2 separate regions of the Zea mays genome follow, and region 2 is linked to region 1. Evidence: chromatin contacts called from public Hi-C data. All regions are on one chromosome and are shown on one strand. The core of a region is the stretch at or near the end of the contact, and the rest is flanking DNA. Distances in the headings are between cores, read along the strand shown. Region 1 holds the start of LOC100273970. Region 2 holds the start of LOC100501498.

Region 1 (5,925 bases), core at 1,005-3,504:
CTACGCGTAGAATTACTACATGTGCTTCACGCGCAAGTTCCGAGATTGTAAAGGTTAGAGATGCAACCTTGACACCCTTATAGATGAGGTCCTTCTCCTAGAGCTTTGCAAACACCCACCAAACACTCTCCATGAAGTTGAGGTGACCTCGAACTCGCCGCGCCTGAGCTTCGCTCCAAGCTCGTACCGCTCCGTGATGTCCCGCCCCGTGGGCTCCCGCAGCACCACCAGCCTCGGTGCGCTCGCCGGCGCCGAGTCGTTGTACTCGAGCGAGAAGGGGTTCTTGCCCTTCTTCTGCTTCAGCTCCTTGGGCTTCTTGCCGCCACCGGCATCGGTGGCTCCGTTCGTTTAATACGCAGCAGTTGTCCATCCCCAGCCGCCGTGGAGATCCGGCAGCCCCGGAGAAGGCGAATCGATGAACCTCACGTACCGCGGAGATCTGTGGGGGGGGAGAAGGACGTGGCTAGGGGGAGGCGGGGCTGCCGCTTACCTGAAATTCGTGACGCACACGGATCGAATGCCAGCATCTGCAGCTGCCCTACACGCGACGGGTACAACATCTGAAACCTGCCAGCGTTAGCTCAAATGGGTTCAGTTAAGCTCTACTTGGTGTGCAGAGATGTTCAGACAGAAGAGTGACAACAGGAACTGGTAACGATCAGTGATCATAGTATTGGTACCACAAGGTCGGCCTTGATGGAGTTGAGCCACTCTGCCTCGGTCTTGAGGATGGACTCCCCGGGCACCACGGTCGTCTGGTGGTACTGCACTCCGCGCACCAGTATTAAGAACTCAGAGAAACGAAGGGGGGCGATCGAGTTGTGTGTGCAAACTACAGAGCAGAGCCCAAAAGAACAAACCTTCTCGAGCGAGGCGGTCCACGGTGAGGGCGTCGGCCTGGACGGCGCCGCAGTCGAGCAGGACCTTGCGGATGTGGAGGCTAGGGGAGGCGATCTCGGTGGTGAAGACGAACTCGGGCGCGGCGGTGACCACGTGCACGTCGTGCCCCGCGGCGACCAGGTGCCTCACCACCTGGAGACGATGGGGTCAGAAAACGGTACGCGCCGGCACCAGGCAGGCAAGCCGCAAGCGGGCGGAGGGAGCGGCGGCGGACCTCGATGGCGCGGGTGGCGTGCCCGAAGCCATGGCCGGTGATGTAGTAGGCGAACACCAGGTGCTGCGGCGGCGCGGTCACCTCGCCGCCGCCGTCTACGTCCCCGTCCTGAACCCTAATCCCCAGGTCGCGGCATGTGCGGGTTTAGGTAGGTCTTGCTCGGGGCCACGACGGACGAATTGCGGCCGAGGAGTAGAAAATCAAAGGCTTGCTCGGGATTGCTTGGGGACGCGGCGGGGTTTGCTCGGGGGTGGCTGCGGGGTTCCACGGCTGGGCGTGCGGCATGCAGCGGGCGGTTCGCGGCTGTTGCGACGTTTGCGGCGAGATTCGCGGAGGGATTTGCGGGCTTGAGGATCGCGGCGGTCGGTGGTTTGCGGACGGGCGGGCATCACAGCGAGGCGGACGAGCGGTTTGCGGCTGGGTTTTCGGCGGACATGGCTCTCGCGGTGGTTTGCGGAGGCGAGGTTTCCGGAGGTTGGGCGGGGGCGGTCTACATTAAGGACTTAATAGTTAGTAGAGATTATTTAACCATCCGTAACTCCCTCCCCCCTCCTCCTGGAAAAAATTGTCGAGGAAAATACAGCCCAGAAGCGAGTTCTAAAAATTAGTTCAACCACCATTTGACGTCGCTGACAAAAACAACGGGGACACTGACATGACGGAGTGGGTAGAGTGGCACTGACATGACGCACGGTGTATAGATAAAAAAAAGATCCAAAACACACGGGGACGTTAGTCGTACGTATACACATACCCATCCCACAAAGCCACAATAATAACTGCTCCAACTTCTGTACTACAATAGTGTACGTACTCTTCCACCAGCCGTCCGGCCATCCCATCCCGTTGCCGGAAGAAATACGCGCAATAAAACAACGGGGCGAGAGGCATTTGGCGGGCGACGCGGGAGCTTGCTCGCTTGCTTGCTACGGCGTGTCTCAGACTGGACTGTGAGCCCCACGCCGACGAATTGCACCGGCGAAAAACGGCTGGAAAAGAAAAAATGATTCCCGGGCCGAACTATTCAATTCTTCTCCTCCTTTTTTTTTTTATATAAGAGCAGAGCCCAAAGCGTCGGCCTCGGCCTCGGCCGTATTTAACACAGCCCCTCGCCGTCCATCGACATTCTCCCTCCGGCCTCACACTCTCTTTCTCGCCCGTCCCACCTCTTTTCGCTGATAAGCACGCCGCCTTCTCCAGCCCGTCCACCCCCGCCGCTGCAGGTCCCGGGCGCTGCTCCCCACCACCGGCGGAAAAATGTCGACGGAGTGTTCGGACCTCGGGGACGAGTTCTGGCTGCCGGAGGAGTTCCTGGACGACGACTTCTTCTCCGAGGAGGAGAAGGCGGCCGTGGCGGCCAGGAGCGAGAGCGACGAGGAGGACAGCCTGGCGGGGCTCTCGCGCAGGCTCGCGGGCCTCCTCGGCGACGACGGGGAGCGGAAGCCGCCTACCGCCAAGGTTGCTTCTCTTCTCTCTGCATGCACCGGGTCGCTCTGCTCTGCTGCGCTGCGCTGCGCTGCGCTGCGTCTGCGTGTCGCGTCGCGTGGCGGAATTTCTGACCCTGCCTTCTTGTTGTGCGGCAGCAGGCGGAGGTGGCGGTGATTGGGTCGCCGCAGTCGACGCTGTGCGGGCTGCCCAAGTCGGGCCAGGAGAGCCCCAACGGCGGGGCGTCCAAGGGGACGTCGCCGCCGTCGTCGCCGCCTCTGGAGCAGAAGCCGGCCGACCCGTGGGACGTCCTGTACGAGGCGGCGGGGCAGGTCGCGCGCATCCGCGCCGCCAGCAGCGTGCCGGTGCAGGTGCCGGCCAACGCATACGCCTTCAGCAAGCCATCCCCGCCGCCGCCGCCGCCGCCGCAGATCGCTCCGCCCTCCGCCAAGGTCCCTGCCGGCGCCGGCGGTCACTACCACCCGCTCGCGCACTTGGTTTCGCAGCGGCAGATGCAGGCTGCTCAGGTGCGTGTTTTGTCCTCTCGCCCAAGATTCTTAAGTTACACCGTCCACCGCTTTGTTCTGTTGCCCTGACGCTCCCCACCCCACCGCGTCGGTTTGCAGTTCCATCTCCTGAAGCAGCATCAGCTGCTGAAGCTGCAGAGGCAGCGCCATCTCGCCGCGTGGAGCGCGCGCCAGAGCGCCTGTGCCAAGCCCGTCGGCTGCGGCGGAGGCGACGCGCCGCTTGGCCTGAACCCGGCGGCGTGGCCTCCGCTCCAGAAGCCACCGCCACCGCCGCCGCCGCAGCAGCACCAGGCGCCGGCGCATCCTGCCTCCGGCATGCGCGCCGTGTTCCTGACCCCGCCTGGCGCCAAGCGCGAGCGTAACGGCACCGGGGTGTTCCTCCCGAGGCCGGCCGGCGCGCCCGCGGCGGAGCCCAAGAGGAAGACGGCGGGGGCGTGCTCGACGGTCCTTGTCCCCGCTCGCGTCGTCCAGGCCCTCAACCTCAGGCTCGAAGACCTCGGCGCCCAGCCTCGCTACTACCCTGGCGGCTTCGTTCTCGATCACGGTTAGCCAAAAACCCGTCTCGTCGTCGCTATAGATAGATTCCATCGAGTGTCCAAAACGGCGCGTGTTTTTGCTGACGCCGGGCTCTTCGTTCCGTTGCATGCAGACGCCTTGATTAGCCGGAGCAACGCCATGCTCGCGAGCCAGAAGCGCCGCGCGGCTGCCGCTGCGGCAGTGTGCCACAGAAGTACCTGAGTCGTCCAGTCGCCGGCTGGACTTGGAGGGGGGACGCGGACGGGAATGGAGCCGCCAAGATTCCGTCGACAACACCCCCGCCCCCCTTTCGTTTGGAGGCCGGCAGTCCTGTTGATCCTAATAATCGAAGAAACTAGCTTGGGTACCTTTTGTTAGGTAGTGTGTTAGCAGGCAGAGTTAGGAAGGCAGTAGCAGCGTTAGCATCATTGTTAGGTCTGTTCGTTTCGGATCTGGTGATACATTCGTTTTATTTTTGGTGTGGACGGAAAGCTGGGGGAGGTTGACGAGCAGTGAAGAAAACCCATAATGTCGTCCGGTGGTTTGGGGGAAGTGTAACAAATAATAAGTGGTTAGAGAGAGAGAGGTCTTAGCTGATGCAAGAAGAGCCTGCATAGCAAGTGTTGGATGATTTTCTTTCTGAGATGAAAAGCAAATAAGAGGTCATTTCCCTCCCATGCGCCCAATCAGTGGCTGGCTTTGCTTGCTTTGGGCGCTACCAGCACGGACCCCTCTCTCCTGTTTTGCAACTTTTCTTTTTTACTTGGAAAAGAAGCTTGCCGTGGGCTCCATGAATAAGGGCGTTTGCTTTTAGCCTAGAGTGTATTATGAAAGCATTTATTGGTTTGTATTGTGCTGTGCCTGTACCAGTGGTAGCTAGTAGTAGCAGTAAAAAGTGTCCCTTGACTTTGGTTACAAGTGATGAAGTGGTGGTTTACTAGTAGTTGCTTATTATCAGCCGCCGCTGGTTGCAGGCTTGCAGTGCCAACAGCCGCAAAGTTGGGCTGATTATTAATCATCATGTGTACTACTTGCCCCGAGGCATGGTGGTACATTAATATTTGGAATTTCCGGTGCTTAATAGTAAGGTGCATCCATGTCTTAATCAAGTCAGTCTCTAGCCTTCCACCCTTTGGTTGGTTGGTGATTACGCATGCGAGTGAGGTTGAGCAGCGGTCGCCTGTCCGGTCCGGTGCCTAACCGCCGAAGAATCTGGCCCGGGGGTGTGGGCCCCCATGGCATCTGCATCTCCTGCTACCATCACATCTCTGATCTCCGTCTCTGCTTGGATGGATCCCCCGAGAAGGACGGACGCTTCTTGTTGGTTTTCGGGCTTGCGCCCGCCCAAACCTGGCTGGCGGGAGCGGGAGGGCTTATCCGCGGAGAGAGAGAGAGAACAGGTGGCTCTGGCCTTTCGCCCCCAGACTGGTTTGATTTTTGAAGCCCGCTCGCACGCATTCCGGGTGTCTGGCTGCTGCCGACTGCCCGACTCGGTGCCTTCTCCATGCACTTCGCACCGAACAGATGGAGCTCCTCAAAGTGGCCTTCTATCTCTCCCTTGCCTCGGCGGGCTACGACGATCCTTTTCCCGCTAGGGTAAACCGCACGGTACCCTCCACCCGCAATTTTTAAACTCACTCCTCACGCAGGCAGGAGTAGTATCTTCTTTCGCCACTTTCGGGAGGGCTGCTTTGCTTCATGACGGTGGCGTGCAGCTAGTGGTGCTGCTGCCGCTAACTCAACTGTGGGCAGGTACTGTTGCTCCCGCCGCTGGTTTGAGATCGCTGGCTGGAAAGGCGGGTTGGCCGTCCGAGCTGGTTGGGTTGGGCCGGCGGGCAACCTGCGTCGCGTCGCCCACGTGGCCCCTCACGTGGGGTCGGTGGTGGTGTGTTGGGTGAGCTGAGACGGAGGGCCACCACCGCGGCTCGCTCAGCTGTCGTGCCCGGTGCGTGGCGACCAGCAGCGCGTCGGGGTGGGCTGGGGGTGAGTGAGGGAGGCTGAACGGCTAGCGTACCAGCCAGCCAGAATGGACACATGTAGCATCCCATCCTGCTGCTGTTAGACTGTACTCCTAGGCTCGTATCGTACGCTCGTTGCTCGGTGTAGTTTACCTATCGTGGCGACCAAGTGCCACGTCACTGTCCGGCACTTATCTGACAGTTTGGCTGGTGCACCAGCTAGCTACCGAGGCCCTGAGCTGAGCTGAGCCAGAGCGCCGTTAAACTAGCGTGTACTAGCAAGGCGCACGTGAAGCGAGCTAGCTAGTACGTAGAAGATAAGACATTGTGAAGGCAGCAGTCGCTCGCCCCCACCACGCCGACAAATTGAAGGAGAAAGAAAGGT
Region 2 (5,925 bases), core at 2,090-4,589, 560 kb after region 1:
CCAACGCAACCTGATCAGTGTGTCCGAGTACCCACTATACAATTTAATCACTCAGCATGAGTCTTAAGCTCAATGCAACATAAATATTTAGAGCGATTTGATTATGCACAATATAGCATTCATTTATTTTAATAAATTCTGTCAATTATCTATTACAAGAAATAAAGCAGAAAAACAATACTAGAATTAATGCATGGACATACCACATCAGATGTAAAAGGTATGTTTCCATTTTTAAACATGCATTTTTTCTACTATTTATTTGTTATGGAAAGTAATTGATTAATATATAAACTGAAATATAAAACAATCTTTATTCTCTCTTTTTTATGTCATCAACTGGTATACGGTGCCTCCTTTTCATTTAATCCACCTCTAGCCGCATGACCCTGCGCGCACGCGGTCAAAGCCCAAAAACGATGCCATTTTTTTCTCCGCTACAGCAACCAACTCAAACATGCAGTCGTGCGTTAGATTCGCTGCATGCGGGCATGCGATTTTTTTATATAGTGTTTATCCAGTCTCAACAGGGAACCGCCCATGCCATCCCAGAAAAAACGGATCCCCTTGCATGCAGCCATCAGCCTGCGACGACGGATCGCATGGGCAGAGGGCTTCAGATCAACGACCGGACGGCTAGCCTGGGCTTGCTCTCAGGCCATAGCCAACAGCTGGTGCCTGCCTCAGTAGGCACACACGTACAAATTTGACCCTGTCGCTAACAGCACGGTTGCCCCTGTGCCCCGGACTCCATGGGGCCTCTACCAAACCCGGCGGCGATGCTGCTGGCAATGTGCCATTGTCGACGCGAGCCACCAGGGCGCCGCGTGTGCCGCCGATGCTGCGTCAATCGGGTGAGTGGAAGGGAGGGCCTGCGGAGGCAGGGCCATGCCCGCGCCTAGTTTCTTTAGGAAACTTTTTTTCTTCTTCGCCGTAAAGGTTAGATTGTAAAGTGAATCACATATCCAATCTAAAAATTTACATACCGCTCGATTGCGTAGAGGCAGAATCGAAGACTGTCGCGTAGGACAGTTCGGCTAGACCGGGAGACCTGCCGGCTTGACGAAGAGTTGATGCAGATCTGATCCACAGCAACGTCGATGTAGAGCGTGCTGATAACGTATTGAGAACTACGTCACCACGGATCACCAGATCCGCTCTCTTCCCTCCCGTCAGCAGTAGAGGCGCGAGAAGCTGTAGAGAACCCGTCTCCCTTCCCACAAGCACGACAGAGTAACACATGAGACACATGATATAGGGTTGGACCTCTGGCCTCTTTCTCTTCTCTGTATTATGAGGGGGTGTATAGGTTCCTTATATAGAGAGGTGAGACCCCTCAGGGACAAAGCAAGTATTTGTGCACATAACCCTAACTAGGGTTACTTAACACAAAGGAGCCTAAAAACCATATCCGTCTATCATAAGTCATAACCGTTTTGCCACACCTGCTCGGAAGCCATAACTAGTGCTGCTAGCCTACAACGGCATCACGAAGGAAACAGCAGAACAGCCTCTCTACATCTACATGGTCACTCAAACTCATTAAAGTTGGCAAGCACTTGATATCTGCTGAAAGGGTACAAATCCAGTTACTATATGTAGCTGCGCAGCAACAAGCCACACATTCACTCTGTCACCGCCTCACGGTGCAGGGGAGGACACGTACTGCAAGAACTCCTTGTCGAGGAGGAGATGCGCCATGGTGTCTGGCGCGAGGCACACCTCCACGTCGATGCTACCGTCCCCAGCCTGTCCGGGGAACGAAGACATCTTGCCGTCGAATTTGTTCGCGCGGCCGCTCCGCACGGCGAGCGCGCGGCCCCACCCGAAGTCGTTCCCGTCGTACATCGGGAACCGAGGCGAGCTCCCCATCGTGAGGGCCGCCCCGTCGGGGTTGCCTAGCGGGAAGCAACGGGGCGCGGCCTCCCACTCCGCCGCGGCGCGCCGGATCGCGCCGTCCTTGTGCGACGCCACGGTGGCGTTCAGCCGGGCGGCCGCCCAGCCCAGGTCGTTGGACGCCAGCTCGGCTACGGTGGCCGTCGTCGCCACGCTCTGGATCGCGTTGCCGAAGTAGAGCGGGGAGATCGCCGGGCGCAGACGGTGCCGGCAGTTCACGGCCATGCGGAACGTCGTCGTCTTGTCGGCAGCCAGCAGCCGGCGCGCGCGCGTCACCGCCCTCCAGATGTGCGCGCACAGCGACTGAAACGACGAGATTTCACCGGAACGCCCTTCAAGTCTGGAGTCGTCGTGCGCGAGCTTGCCGTTAGCCTCGGCTTCCTGACCTGCTCTTTTCGAGCGGTTGGCCGTCGCCTTCAGCTCGCTGATTGCGGCAGCACTGAAGTGGAGGATCCGCTCGCGGAGCGGCGCGTCGGCGTCGAACGTCACGGCGGGGCTCGCGCCTCCGGGGAAGCGTAGGACGGCGGTGGAGTCGCCGAAGAAGTTGCGGCGGAAGTCGGGCTCCCGGACCGGCGCGCCGCGGCACAGCCCCGCCCACGTGTTGAAGAAGTGCCAGAAGGAGGTGCCGTCCACGACGGCGTGGTTGGCGACGAAGCCGACGAACACGGCGCCGTCGCCGAGCACGGTGAGCTGGAACGCCGTGAGCGGGCGGCCGTGGCCGCCGTAGCTCACCGTCCGGTCCATGGGGAACAGGCCGTTCGTCAAACGGGTCGGCACGTCGGCGCCGGGCACCAGGAAGTCGCCGAGCGACAGAGACGGCGCCACCGCGTGGTAGAACTCGACGGCGGCGTCGTCGCCGCCGCACCGTATCACGATGCTGTCGTCGTGGAGCGTGACGAGGCGGCCGGCGAGCGCGGGGAAGACGCCGAGCGCGCGGGAGAGCGCCGCCACGAGCGACGACACCAGCGAGGCCGCCAGCACGCCGGGAGGAGGCGGCGGGAAGAACAGCCCCTTCTGGATGTAGTGGCACGATAGCATCGGCATGTCCGACACCGAGAGCCTGAGGTCTCCACTGCCGACCGCCGCCGACGCGCCGGCGGGCCGGACCGTCTGCTTCGAGACGACAGAGATGGCCGGCGCCGGCGCGTCCTTGCAAAGCATTCTGTTCGGCGCGATGGCTGGGTACGCGGCGACGGCCGAGGCAGCCTCCACCAAGGCATCGGCGGATATCGGTGGGGCCATCATCGGATCGTGCTTATCTGGAATAATCGTAATTGAAGTGTGTGGTGATGTGTGGTGCTGCGGACCTTTATATAGGCAAGGCAAGGCATCCAGAGAGCTTGGATCCGTGCACATGCACTTGTTCATCTGCATCTCGCCTGTTCGCGTCGTATTCTTGGGCCCATTTGCATGGAGCTTCAGCTTGAGGCTACCGATGATGGAGTTGAAGCTCACTGCTCACCGGAGACCGAACCAAACACAAGTAGTGTCGAGGATCTGCACCTAGCCGAACCGGGTGTGGAACGGCTGTTGCACGCACGTGCTACACGACCGCCCCTCGTGCGGGCTGTCGCGTGGTCCACCGCGCCGCCACAAGGCGCCAGGGCTCGGGAAATATTAGTATCCCCGCGACGGTGCGGCGTTGCTGTCATGCTGTCACGGGGCTGGCCGTGGCCGTGGCCGTGCGGGACACGGGGAGAGCAAGCACGGAGCAGAAGCAGAGCACCGGACAGCCATCAGACAGCGCCACCCGCGGGGGCCAGCGCCCACGCGCGGCCGAGGTTCGCGGCAGCCGCGGCGGGTGGCAGCGCACATGGCACACGGCCCCGAGGCCCCAGGCTCCACCCGCGCGCGCGGCGTGGAAGCGGCGGAGCCACAGCTTTGCGTCGGAGACGGAGGGAGCTCGACGTCGGGTTTGGTGGCTCGTCCGCTCGTGGATGGTACGCTGTACAAGGCCACTAGGGTGCCGCACGCTGCTTGTAGTGACAGGGTGTCGGCCGGGCGCAAGTGAACGACGACGACGCACCCGCGAGGAAGCACCGTGTTTATGGGCTTACCGATCTGACACCTGCGCGCGTTGCTGTCCCATCGGGCCGTCCCTGGCTAACCTGGGCAAGTTGTAACCCAATTGTGATGAGCCCATAAACCAGGCCACAATTTTGAGGTATCCTGCGCCATGTTTTCTGGGGAAACTAGGCCTTGAGTGCCAGTGCCACCCACGGAACAAACTGTCCGAATATGAGGCCTGCTGTCATGAAGCCTAGGAAGTCAGTGTCACTACGCTTCTACGTAGCACAGCCATTGATGTTTTGCACCTCTGATGGCAATGGACCTGATTCCTGATTCTCCACAAGGAATTTATCTAGTAGGGAATAAGAATAGAAAAGTTTCTTACCTCCTGGCGAGGGTATAAACGGGAAAAAACTGTTCTCCGTAAACAGAGATGGGACGGGAAAAATTCTTCATCCTCGTTCTTCGCGTGATATATTAAATTTGTATGTGACCATGTTTTTATGTAATAGTTATTAATAAAATTAAATAATTATCTTATCAGAAGATTACTTATTGTACAGATGTGTTTATTTTAATGTACATATAATGATTTTTTATATTAAGTGATAATATTTTATATTAATAATAAATAATGTATATCATAATTATAATTTAAGAGAACAGAGATGGGAAAGAAACCTTCCCTGTAAGTGTTTGTGGGACCCCTGTGGGGAATTTTTTTTAGTCACATGGACAGAGATGGGTGGTATTCTCCGACGGGGAATTCTCTATTGCTATCTCTACTCTGTGGCCTGTCAGCCTCTCCCAAACATGGTAAATACTAGCATATAGCATGTGCTAACGCCGGAGATCTAAATAATATTGTTCACTGGATTTTAGTGAGAAAGGAAATGAGAAATATCCAACGATCTGAATCATTAGTTTTGATATTATGTTAAATCTAGATGCAATTTATTTGGTGGAATTTGTAGAGACAATGGATATGACGATGACTTTTGCAAAGTTTAAAATTAGTGAATTATAGGTGCGACAACGGCCAACAGGCCAGCCATGGCGCAGAGGCTGCCCTACCATGTTTACTGTACGTCTGTACCCCCGGCAACAAAGCTGCGAGACAGCCAACAGCACGCAGGTGGCCGGTGGCCCGATCCCTCACCTCCGTCGGTCCCCGGCACTGTCACGAGCCCCGCCGGGGGAGACACATTACATTGGCCGGCCTAGGACAGCAACAGCCGGCGAGAAGATACTGCGAACCTGGAAACCAATCGATTTGGTGGCAGGCTGCAGCGAACTTGGCCTTAGAACCGCGCGCTTGGATGCGAAGGTGAAGAAATATCTTGTATGCAACTGGCAGAAGACAAGTCCACATTATTAGTACTTCGTACTACTTGCTCGTTGCTGCAATGGTTGGCGTGTCATCTTACTACCGGAAACAGCTTCTGCCGAGTGTCTAAATCACTATTTAAATCATCCGACAAAGTCTGATAAACACTTGGCAAAAACTTTATCGAGTATGATAATTGACAAAGAAAGTTCGACGAACTGTACATTGACAACGGCTTTTATGCGAGTATTTTTTTCGGGTCTCGACAATTATAAAAGTGTTTGCATCGACAACGGCTTTAACGTAGACCGGCTAGATTTCTATACATAGCGTGTCACACTTTTTCGAAACATTCTTAAATTTTTATCATAGCCTCTACATATGATATAATGACATATGGGCAAGTTTTATGATTTTCTGACTTTGTTTGTGTTTTATACAATTTTTAAACAACTTGATCGTAAGTTCACGGTCATGTAACATGAGCATAGTGCTCGAAAATTCTGGTTCGCCCCTTAAATCAGTCGTAACTTGTGCTAAATAACATGGATATCATTTTCGCTATCACGATTTTTCATTTTTCGAGTGACTTGCAATTCAAATCTAAATTATTCGAGTAAATTCAATTAAAAGAACAAAATCTAATAGTTATAGCAAACACTTTTATAATTGTGCCAAAATGGAACACATAG

Evidence for each region. Hi-C and Micro-C count contacts between places; a contact is called where the count stands out from the background.
Region 2: a Hi-C map of tassel shows a contact between it and region 1, with 2.5 times the contacts expected there. The contact joins the promoter of LOC100501498 here to the promoter of LOC100273970 in region 1. A contact is called at or near these places in 2 of 25 Hi-C or Micro-C datasets (leaf and tassel).

Annotation. Positions count from the first base shown.
Region 1 is chr8:97,989,030-97,994,954 of Zm-B73-REFERENCE-NAM-5.0, forward strand. LOC100273970 reads left to right here and starts at 2,255. Exons shown (of 4, transcript NM_001148357.2): 1 at 2,255-2,572; 2 at 2,701-3,066; 3 at 3,166-3,610; 4 at 3,716-4,496. The coding sequence starts at 2,372. The coding sequence ends at 3,804.
Region 2 is chr8:98,552,002-98,557,926 of Zm-B73-REFERENCE-NAM-5.0, forward strand. LOC100501498 reads right to left here and starts at 3,340. Exons shown (of 1, transcript NM_001322947.1): 1 at 1,543-3,340. The coding sequence starts at 3,270. The coding sequence ends at 1,642.